Linked DNA regions of Triticum aestivum: region 1 is linked to region 2. Evidence: chromatin contacts called from public Hi-C data. All regions are on one chromosome and are shown on one strand. The core of a region is the stretch at or near the end of the contact, and the rest is flanking DNA. Distances in the headings are between cores, read along the strand shown. Region 1 holds the start of LOC123045871 (probable serine incorporator). Region 2 holds the start of LOC100682486 (eIF-2-alpha kinase GCN2).

The links. A called contact is a pair of places that touch in the nucleus more often than the background predicts.
Region 1: a Hi-C map of leaf shows a contact between it and region 2, with 4 times the contacts expected there. The contact joins the promoter of LOC123045871 here to the promoter of LOC100682486 in region 2. A contact is called at or near these places in 4 of 5 Hi-C or Micro-C datasets (leaf and an unstated tissue) and 1 of 1 datasets of contacts at active chromatin or transcription factors (leaf).

The regions. Positions count from the first base shown.
Region 1 is chr2B:532,206,729-532,212,130 of IWGSC CS RefSeq v2.1, reverse strand. LOC123045871 (probable serine incorporator) reads left to right here and starts at 2,004. Exons shown (of 6, transcript XM_044469096.1): 1 at 2,004-2,187. The coding sequence starts at 2,004.
Region 2 is chr2B:532,051,979-532,057,697 of IWGSC CS RefSeq v2.1, reverse strand. It overlaps LOC100682486 (eIF-2-alpha kinase GCN2), which reads left to right and starts at 3,900. Exons shown (of 30, transcript XR_006421633.1): 1 at 3,900-4,352; 2 at 5,163-5,234; 3 at 5,325-5,384; 4 at 5,458-5,563. LOC123045870 (histidine protein methyltransferase 1 homolog) reads left to right here. Exons shown (of 8, transcript XM_044469095.1): 2 at 768-934; 3 at 1,051-1,113; 4 at 1,248-1,314; 5 at 1,407-1,507; 6 at 1,843-1,887; 7 at 2,060-2,515; 8 at 2,634-3,099. The coding sequence starts at 803. The coding sequence ends at 2,804.

The sequences.
Region 1 (5,402 bases), core at 755-3,254, 160 kb before region 2:
GCGATCGTGGGGGACGTTGTCGGCTTAATGGTCATGTGGGCACCCACAATGAAATCGCCGAGCTGGAGGATCTGTCCTGAAGTTAGGCTCCTTCCAGAAGTGATGTAGTTGTTGATGACGAGGCGATCCATAGATCGCTTTTTGTGACTACACAGCAGAGCTCTCAATGAAAGCACCAATGTCGGTGTCAAAACCGGCAGATCTAGGGTAGGGGGGCTCAAGCTGTTAGTCTAAGGATCAATGGTAACAAGGGACAATGGGGACATGATGTTTACCCAGGTTCGGGCCCTCTTAAAGGAGGTAAAACCCTACGTTCTGCTTGATTGTATTCGATGAGTATAGGGGTTACAAGAGTTGATCTACCTCAAGATCGTAATGGGTAAACCCTAGCTGTCTAGCCTATGATTGTTCTGATAGCCTCTATGGACTAAACCCTCCGGTTTATATACACACTGGAGGGGCCTAGGGTTGTATAGAGTCGGTTTACAGAATAAGGAAACAGTACATCCAGACACCAAACTTGCCGTCCACGCATATAGGAGTCCTACCCGGACACGGGGGGTAGTCTTCTGCTTTATCTTCACAGCCCATCAGTCTGGCCCATATCGAATAGACCGGACACCTGAGGACCCCCGAATCCAGGAGTCCCTCAGTGATCACTTGGATCCTTAGAGCATCAATAGTTGGACTCCCCAAATTGACCGGGCGAGCGCATGACCACTAACCAGACAGGAGAAGATTTTTTTGACCCAACCGGACTCCTCAAAACCTCCCTAAATGTTCCAGTTGTCCGGCACTCCTCATATTCCAGTCAGTGGTCCTGCGTCCGCCACATAGGATTTGGCCCATCATGGACCATATTTATTCTTCCTTTTCTTCTTGTCTCTCCATCTCCACCAATCTCATGCATGTGACCTAATGTATAGGAAAAAAAATTAGGGACACGGATACGTGCATGGACAAATGGAGACTCAAAATGGACACACCCGGATGATGTGTCCGCAGACATTTGAGGGGCCAAATTTTCCTAGTCCGACTGTAGCCCTCAGCTCCATGAAGCGTATGTGCCAAGACTTCTCGCATAAACACAGTGCATGAGGATGTGATCAATTGTGTCCTCCTGACAGCAAATAAAGCATGGAGAGGTAGTCTATTGTAGGTCATGGCAATGACGATGACTGGAGGTCCATACATGGTATTGGACGACTAGCCACATGAAGATTTTGCGTTTCAAAGGTGCCCAACTCTTCAAAATGCAAGGAGCAGTAGGGAACCTAGGCATGCCTTGGCATAACATTCTGTAGGTGGAACACACCGAGTACTAACCCAGTGTTGTCCATCTCCAAGAAAAAGCATCTGCGATGTCGCTGTTGAGGGAAACGAGATAGACTGCCCTCCATAAAGGCTGAAAACTAAGGCAGACCTTGCGGCATCATGCCAGCACCAACAATGATAATTCAACTCATAGTAGTTAGCTCATTGATGTCCCACATGTGTAGAGGGTCAATTATAGATCTTTTCAATCAATAAGAGTATCAATCCCATGAGGACCAGAAGAAAATGGTAAGTGCAAAAAAAGCAAGGATTCACTTCAAGTACTAAAATGTGTAACAATGTTGTGCTTTGTGGTGGTAATGGAGCAACGAAACATGATTAAGAATAAAGAATAAAAGTATGCAACAAGTTGCCCAATCCTTAGTAATTCTAAAGAGCAAAGTACTGTATAAGAATTGCATGATGCAGGTAATTTACCTTGCAACTGTAGGGGCAGATTTCGTAAGAGGCGGCAGGAAAAGCCAAAGAAGCACACGTCTCTGCTGCGCGTGAGGTGGAATTTTCTGATAAGCACCTTTGACAGAATATACCTTGCTTTATAAGCCTAACCAAAACATGTGAGCTAACCCACACTTCAAAGGGGGGGAGCGGTCAGCCGGGCCACTGCCAGAACTACCTGGCAAGAGGCGAACTATTTCCACAGAAAGAAGGAACAAAGGAGAAAGGGGATGTGGTGCGCGTCGTGCCTGGCGTCCGCCTGCGCGGGCTGCGCCTGCAACCTCTGCACGTCGGCGGCGGCGTCCGTCACTCGCCGCTCAGCCCGCCTCGCCTACTGCGGCCTTTTCGCGGCCTCCCTCATCCTCTCCTTCCTGCTCCGCCAGTTCGCCGCGCCTCTCCTCCAGCACATCCCATGTATTGTTTCCTTGCTTTTTGTTCCTTTAATCGCTGATGAGACCACCCTTGTTGCGATTGGTACCTGGTATATCTGTGGCACTCGGTAGTTGCAGCATCGGCTGCGAGATCGTGCCGAAATTTTGGAGGGTTTGGTTGCTTAGTGGATGTGGTCTGTGGGATTTTGGGATACCTACTAATTAGTGCTCTGGTTTATCCATTTTGCGTTCCTCAGCACGCACATGTGTGAACGGTATATCAAATTAGAGGAGATTTGGGACATCGGTGTCTATGAAGTTAATAGTGATACTGTCCCTGCTTGCAGAATTGCATAAATAAAGTTAGAAAGTAAAGTTAGTCCTTGTGCGAACTGTGGTACAATATGGTGACGATGTTGCTTTTTTAATTATTATTGTAATGAAGAAGGATGAAAGTTGAAATGTGAAAGTTGTGTTAGTTAGTTTTTGGTACTCTATTCACTTCTATAAAGTTAATAACTACTCTCCAATCCTAAATGTAAGACCAGTGAATGGTTTCCGTCTATGCCAGATAAAGAAGGAGGTCCACTTATAGAAGTTGTTAAATTGTATACAATGATTTTTCACTCAGTCCCGAGCATTTGCAGAAATAATTATGCACGTCTCTACTTCTTTATTGGCACTCTTGTATTGTGCTAATGTGTGTGCAATGGAGGATTAGACGTAGTGTGACTAAGATTCAGCATGCGGTGTGTAAATGGACAGGAGAAAGCCAGAAACTGTCATGTTTCTAGTTCATTATTCACTATTCCTGGTTTATGCTTATGTTTGTGCGGCAGACACTTAGGCTTATGTGGATAGCCATAAACAAGCCATGCAGCAACGGTTTGAAGAATGATGGTAGTAGGATCATGTAGTAATGGTCCTCTTCACTACAATGTGAAGATCATAGTTGATTTACAATTTTTTAGAGCGTTTCCAGATGATTTAGGGAACTTCAGATTGCCTAGGATTTGTATCCTGTGCATGTAATACTGGTAAACACCATCTTGCAGTCTTGTATCCAGCTGCCCAGGATTTGTGTTTCTAGGTGCATATGGTAATCCTCCCATTATACAGTTATGTACTCCCTCCGACTCCAAAAATTAGGCACAGTTCTGCTGTCTAAATTCGTGCTTTGACCATCAATTAGTCAAATAATATGTCACTTACATTACACAGAATAGACACCATTAGATCTGTACTCAAAAGCACTTCCGCATGATTACGATCTTGTAACCATTGACTAAATATTGTAAGAGAGATTTCGGTCAAAGCATAAATTTGGACAGTCAAACTACATCTTCCTTCTGGAGTCGGAGGGAGTATAAGTTAGCTCTCTCTCTCGCGCCGCTCCCGCGGGCGGCTCGGGAGAGAAAACCCTAGCGCCGCCGCCCGCCGGGCACCCCCCCCCCCCCTCCACAGCTGCTCCCCTCGCCGCCGCCGGGCAAAGCCCGTGCAGCGTCGGCGGCGGCGGGTAAGTTGATCCTTCCGGCGGGTCTCGAGCGGGCGCGATCCATCTCGATCTGGCGGAGGTGGGCGGTCTGCAGGGGAGTGCTGTCGGTATGCGCGGAGGTCTGGCCGGGGTCGGCGAGCAGGGGTATGGAGGAGGCGTGCCCGTGCGGAGCTGGGGCCAGCGCAGGCGCAGAGAAGCGGCCGGAGGTCGACCTCGATCTGCCGGCTGAGGAGCGCCTGGGTGCGGGTGACGACCGGAGGTCAGGTCGCGGCGCGGTTGCTCGCGCAGGGCGCGCGCGGATCTGGCACGGTCGCTGGTGCGCGTGGCGGAGGGAAGGAGCTGCGCCGTTGGGGTGCGCGGGCGCGGTTGAGCACGGGTCTGCGGACTGGGGGCGGCTTGCTCCCGTGGAAGGCGCGAATGGGACGCGAGGGGGCGGCGGGGCTGGATCTGCCAGGTCGTCCATGCCCGGCGGCCCGGGAGGGGCACTACCGGCCGCTGGTGGTGCCCGGATGCCGCTGGTTGGAGCAGGGAGGCTCTGGCCGCGGTTGGATGCGGGGTGCAGAACCCGATCTGGTTCTGCGGTTCCGTCGTCGAGGAGGATAGCTGGTGGCCCTGCACAGTGGTGGCGTGCTCGCTGTGCGGGGGTGCACGTCCAATGGAGGTACGGGTTGACCTTGGCCTGCTGTGTGGGAGTGGCTGGACTGGGCGAAAGCCTGCCCGGTGATGGCCGGCCGGCGGCGACGGCGTCTGTGGGCGTCGCTAGGAATCTTCATAGCCTCTACTCTCGGATCATGTTCTTGGGGTGAAAACCCAGATCCTGCTGCAGGGTTGGACGGTGGCGTCGTCTCCAACGTCGTTCCCCTCTTTAGGGCGCCGTCTTGAAGACTTTGATCCCTTTGGTGCTTCCTGCGATTGGGCGTGCACGGTGACTTCTGTGGCAACAATGACGGCGGTGAGCAATGTCGGAGGCATGGTCTTTGGTCGTGGTAGTCGGCTCTCTTCTCCGGCGTGTCCGCAGGAGTGCCTCGACTGTCCGTTGCTGTGAAGTCGAAGCCACGGTGGGGGGCCGGTGGTATACGATGACGCGCGACAGATGGTTCGTTCGGTGATCCTCCGTGACGCCAACCTTGCTTTGTCTTCGTAGTTCACCGTCGGAGTCGGAGCTGCGCTGTCTAGTGTGGTTTGTATGGAGTGTTGTGCTGCAGTTGTTAGGGCTCTTTTTTCTTTCTCTTTTCTCTTTCTTTGATCTTCGGATCGCTTGGTCCTAGGACCTTCATCATCTTGTTGTTTTCCGTTGCTCTCTGCTATTATCAATGAACGCCAGCTTTGCTGGATCTTTCAAAAAATAAATAAATTATAAGTTTATGTGATCAGTAGGTAAGTCATGCTTGTTGTAGTATGACACTGAAAAGGTCCAATGTGTGATATGCCCGTCCATTAAAATATCCAGGGTCGAAACCATCTTAGATCTGTTCAAAGTTCTCCGTTCTGTTGCCGAGTGTAATCCCTTGATCATGTTCCAAACTATTATACCATCAGCAACCAAAGTTCTTGATGTTTGTTGTTTATTCATTTGCTGGGTACCCTTTGTTGTTATGATGCTCTTGTTACGTAGGTGTTTTGGGGCTAAACCTACTGGTGCAGGCCTAGCAGCAGTGTTCGCACCCCATGTAGCAGTTGGCTAGACCAACTAGTCAGTGTCTAGTTCTAATAACCGTCCTACTTAGGAAACAATTCAGGAGAGGCCCTGATACTATGTATAA
Region 2 (5,719 bases), core at 2,651-5,150:
GGATTTGGATGTTGAGGAGCTCTGTGCCCCCCTTATTGGATGACGACCTCTCTGATGTGCGTTTTAGCCATAAACAAATTGTAGTTTTGGCTTTGTTTGCCAAAGCATTTCTGCAGGTCGCCTCTGCGGTTCAGGGGTCTAGCGATCAGGGCTCTGTGCTTGAGCTGTACTGGTAATCTTGCCGTCCCCGGAAGCTGAATCTGGATAGATTTGGTTCTGCTGTTGTAGTACAAAATCTCAATTCTGGACCAAAGAAGTGGCGCAGAGGAGCTAGCGTGGGTCGCTGTTATTGATTTCGTACTTGCAGTCCACCCTTGTGGGCGGCTTCTTTTGTCCCGCCATGGTCCACACTAGAGTTTTCGTGAAGGTGACAGATTTGCACGGGAAGTCGATTTCCAGATTTTTGCTACGAGCATGTAGTGTTCTGTCCACACTGGACTTTTGGGGGGCACTTCTATGGATTTGGAAGTGGCACACTTCAAACCTTTAGGATTTTTATATCTGAAGGAAGGTGTGGAAACTTGGCTGCAGAATAGAGAAAGTTCCATTTTGTTGGTTTACCTATTCTCATTTGAGAGTAGGGATCGATGGTCCTTGAATAGTTTGGAGCCCCAAAGATCTCGATCCATTAGTTAGTGGATGGATGGGGCTTCTTTTTTTTGTTGAAAACAAAGAGTTATGTTTTTTCACATGATTTTCGTTTTAATGTAGCCAATTGTCTATTCTTCTGTCAAGGCATAACTTCATTTCAATATTTTTTTCTACAGAACTTTATTAACTACTGAAGATAACTGGTAGCGGAATGAAGGCACCATCACTGCTTGTTCAGTGTTTCCCTGGCTTGCTTCCAAGCAAGGCCACTAGTTGTGTGCCGATTATATCAGAGAGGGATCTGCATCTACCATCACCAGCTGTTGAACTAATCCCTTCAAAGGTAATACTTGTTTGATTGTTCATACATGAAACCCCAAATGGCTATGTTATTTGTGTTCAAAGAGGGTCTTCTGAACAATTGATGGTAAAATAAAGTATGCCTTGAATCTTTTTCAGAGTGCTCATCCTTACAAATATGCTGGAGAGAAGGTCGATGTCCAAGGTCTTGATGTTTTCAAGGTGAATAGCTCATGCAAATTCCCTAGTATTCTGTCCAGCACTAAATTTCGTGTCGTTCTGCTAGTAATTGCTCAAACATTTAAATTACTGATTCTAAATTTTAATGCATGTCTTTTTTTTCCTTTTTGGTTCAGGGGAAGGTCAGTGTAGCAGATATGATAGCCTTTTCCCCTTCTGAAGTAGCATCATCAAAGCATGATGGTAAGTTGGCCACTAAATATGCAATATTTCCTCCTTTATGAGTGTATATTTTAAAATGGAAAGCTTATTCGTCATTGTGTTTCTTTTCTTAGGTAGTCTCAAATATTGGGAGAGTTCCATCACTATTGTGAATATTATTAAGAATGAGATCCGTGATGGGCAGCTGAGCTTCAGGGGCAAGCGAGTTCTAGAGGTAATTTCCCATTCTACAGATTTCATCTAAATGGTGCTATGCTTTCTTACTAGGTGTCAGGTCCTGATTTTGCTTCCATAGAAGCAGAATGTGTGCCACACGGTCTGGTATCCTGCATAAGACTAGTATTAGGTGCTTAGGTTATTTCAGTTTTTTTAGGGAAAAGTTATTTTGGGCTTGATATCTATGTACTCAGAGGAGCTGTTAAATTCACTGTCAACTATGCCTACTACCCTAATAGCAGTCATATATTTTCATACAGGACTCTCAGCCTGTACCTTTTTTATTTCTTAAAGGTTTCATAAATCATTAACTTATTTTGGCAATTGGTGCAGCTTGGATGTGGATCTGGCCTTGCTGGGATTTTTGCCTGCTTGAAGGTGTGTCATCTCTCCATGGTTTATGGTGTTTATCTAAATTATTAACTTATTGTTTTAATAATAAATTTACGGTTCCCTTCAATTTTGGAAAATGCATGTTTGTACCTTCTCTTGTCATACTTCACCAAGTGATGTACTGGTGTATTGATTTCTTGCTTAAATGTGACTACAGGGTGCGTCTATAGTTCACTTCCAGGACACAAATGCAGAAACCATAAGATGCAGAACAATGCCCAATGTGCTTGCGAATCTTGAGCAGGCTCGGGACAGACAGAACAGACCATCAGAGAGCCCAGTTACACCATCCAGACAGTTGTTAGCTCCCGTTGTCCATTTCTATGCCGGGGAGTGGGATGAGCTCCCCACAATTCTCTCAGTTGTGCATCCACCTGCACAACCAACAAACCTTAGCTTCTCTGAGGATGATTTTATGGATGGCTGCAGTAGCCATGACGGAAGCAGTATAGTTGGTCAGGACCCCAGGCGATCGAGGAAGCTTTCTGGCAGCCGTGCATGGGAGAGGGCCAGTGAGACTGACCCAGCAGATGGAGGATACGATGTAATTTTGATTTCTGAGATCCCTAATGCGGTGAACTCTCTAAGGAAGCTCTATGCCCTTATCACTAAGGTCAGTTCCTCCCATCATCACCTTCTCATGTGTCATATGTTGACTCGTGCATGTAGCCGATGGAGCACAGTACGATTTACTTATTCCAAGTATTTAACCGTGCATGTTACACTTGCAGTGCCTACGCCCTCCTTATGGAGTCTTGTATGTGGCTTCAAAGAAGAACTTGGTTGGTTCAAACGGCGGCGCAAGGCAGCTTAAAAGTTTGATGGAGGAGGAAGGTGTCCTTGGTGGTCACTTCTTGACTGAGATATCTGACCGGGAGATATGGAAGTTCTTTTTCAAGTAAACCGGCAAATGTTGGAACTGAAAAAGATGATCCTGGCCATAGTGTCGTATACAAGAAAAATTCATTTGTCTACTCGCAGCGCTGTACATACCGCGAAGCTTAGTTCGATTAATTCTTTGGTGATAGGTCCAAGTATGCGTCTCAGTTGTTAAACCTGCAAATGTGTTGGCATTTTAACCCTTTTGTAGATCTCCTATCTCCTAGGTGACTGTTGAGCTTTTGCATACCGAATCTATGGTGCTGGCATATCACAGCACGCTATCAGCAATATGTACAAATGGAAATGGTTACTGTACTTGCTTGTCGGTCTTACTTGAATCGTGTCTGTCGTGTCTTTGTTTTGAGAGCTTGTTCTTTCTTTAAGGTTGAAATATTTTATTATACCAGTAGTTCAGATTTAAGGAAGCACAATCTCAACAAAGGACTTATCATGCGCATGCATAATTAAGCGAGGGATCTGTTAGATTTGTTTTTTTTCTAAGGAAATTTGTTGGCTACACCATGAATCGGTACTATGATTTGAGTTCATGTCAACAAACCCGATGCTCTTATGAGTTATTTGAGTTTGTGTATCAGTGTAATGTATGATAGTGTGAGTGTTGCGTGTGTTTGCCTTGAATTCTTGCTATATGTCAACAAAAATTTGGTAATATCTACCCTCACAAACTTTTCACTGCAATCGAAGAGACTATTTCAACATGTCATCGTTGTCACTACTTAGAAAATAAAACCTAAAAAAGAGACCTATTAAGACTGAAATTAACGAAAATGATTATTAACAAAGGATCCCTTTAGCGCTGGGGGCGACATTTGCAAAAGGTTTTTTATGGCAAATTCTTCAAACTCACATGGCAATTACTTTGGAAACACATAGGTATTCTGGCAAACAACGGATTTGTTGTGAAAATTGCCATGTCGCCTGAAGGAAATCGCCAAACTTTCGACACATGAATTGCGGCGAAACGTTCGTTTTGCTATGCACCTAGCGAATGTTCGCTGAATAACATTGTCCTTAGCGAAAAGGATGGATCCCACTCATCCATCTGCTGACGTGAGAGATAGAGAAGGAGGCGGCGGGGTGGAGAGGACACTGGGTGGCGGCTAGCCGGCTAGAGCAGAGGAAGGAAACGCTCATCCGAACCGAAGTTGGTCACAAGGTCTCGCCGCCTCTGCGCTGAGCGGATCGAGATAACAGTCTGGACCCCGGTCACGACGCACGCAGCCCCTTCCACTCCATTCCACGTCAAAACCTCCTCCCCGGACTCGAGTCAGAGAAACCCCAGCACACAGATCCCCTCCCTCACCCGGAACATCCAATCCGATCAACCCCGCCCCCCCGCGGGACCAAATCGCCGCCGCCGCCGCCGCCGCCGCCGCACCCCCTCTGCTTCGGCGCTGCCTCCGACGCGGCCGCGCGCGCTCCGCTCCGATGGGGCACAGCGCGAGGAAGAAGAAGAAGAAGGGCGGCGCCGGGCGCAAGGCGGCCAAGGACCACGCCGCGCAGCTCGAGGGCGACCAGACCGCGCTCACGGACGAGCTCACGGCGCTGTAAGCCCCCATTGCACCAGCCCCAGTCGCACCGATTTCGTGCTGCGCCCCTGTTCGGTTTTTCAAGTTCTCGGCAATCTGCGAACCCAGTGTTGTTCAGCTGTCTCTGCTTGAATACTGGAGTAGTTTGATAGCATTTGTTTCTGCTTGAACCCAGTGTTTTTCAAATTTTCGCAATCTGCGAACCCAATGTTGTTCAGCTGTCTCTACCTGAATACCGTACTAGTTTCGTAGCATGTGGTGCACATTTCTCCGACCGGTGCCCTATGAGATTCTGGAGGTAGCATCACCTTTTGTTTTTGGAATTGGATTGCCATACTGACTGTCACAGATGGTTTACACTATGTGATGATCTTACGCTGTCTAATATGTTAGTAGTCTTTTGGAAACTACAAAGCTTGGGTTCCTGTAGAGTGTAGAGTATTTGCTCATTGTATATGTTTATGTGCCAAGTCGATTGTCAAGTATGCTTTTATTGCTCTGTTCCTGATGACTCCATGGTGGGTGGTCCTGAGTATGTAGGTGCCTAACATTTTGTCTATCGCCAGCTCTGTTTGTTATTGCGTACTTTTGGTACTTGGTCTAGCCCTTCTGTTCTCTGGTTGCTTTGTGATCGTCAAATTAGAATTATGGGATGTGGAGTATTATCCAACTGTTCGATACAGAATTTCAGGGTGGACTGAGTACTGACAAGTTATAATTGACTTACTCTGCAAATTGTCAACCAAGGCACTAAAATAATTTAGTCTCCCTGCTTCTTATGTGTTTTGGTTATCTCATCTTAATGCCACCTTTTGGTATATCAATCAGGGCTGCAATTTTTCTCGAGGACTTCAAAATAACTTCACAATCACCTCACACCCGATTTAGCATATGTATCAGGTATTGTCTTATGTGACCCCAAACATACTTCTAAATGTATCACTATGTATTTGACCATCTAAAGTTTCTACATTAATGAATAACATACAGGCCTTACTCTGACGGCATGGGCTTTGGAGATTTAAATGTTTCGGCTATTCTTGATGTAATGTAAGTCTTTTTGTTTAAGAGATGTTTCGTGTGTTTTGCATTTGATGACATCTGTCTTGTGATTATAATACAGTTGCTTTGCTGGTTACCCCCACAAGTGCCCAAAGTTGCGAATCATACCTGAGAAAAACTTGTGTAAAGAAGATGCTGATCGGCTACTTTCCCTTCTTTCTGACCAGGTATTTTGACTTTATTGCCTATCACTTTTGGTTGAATCCTTTGACAGAGGACAGTTGAGTGCCCACGTGTTGCAATGGATCAAAATATATCATGACCAATTTAAAAGTCGGAATTAGTTTTATGGCAAGGAGCAGCTCAGGAGATAAGGTCTCGTT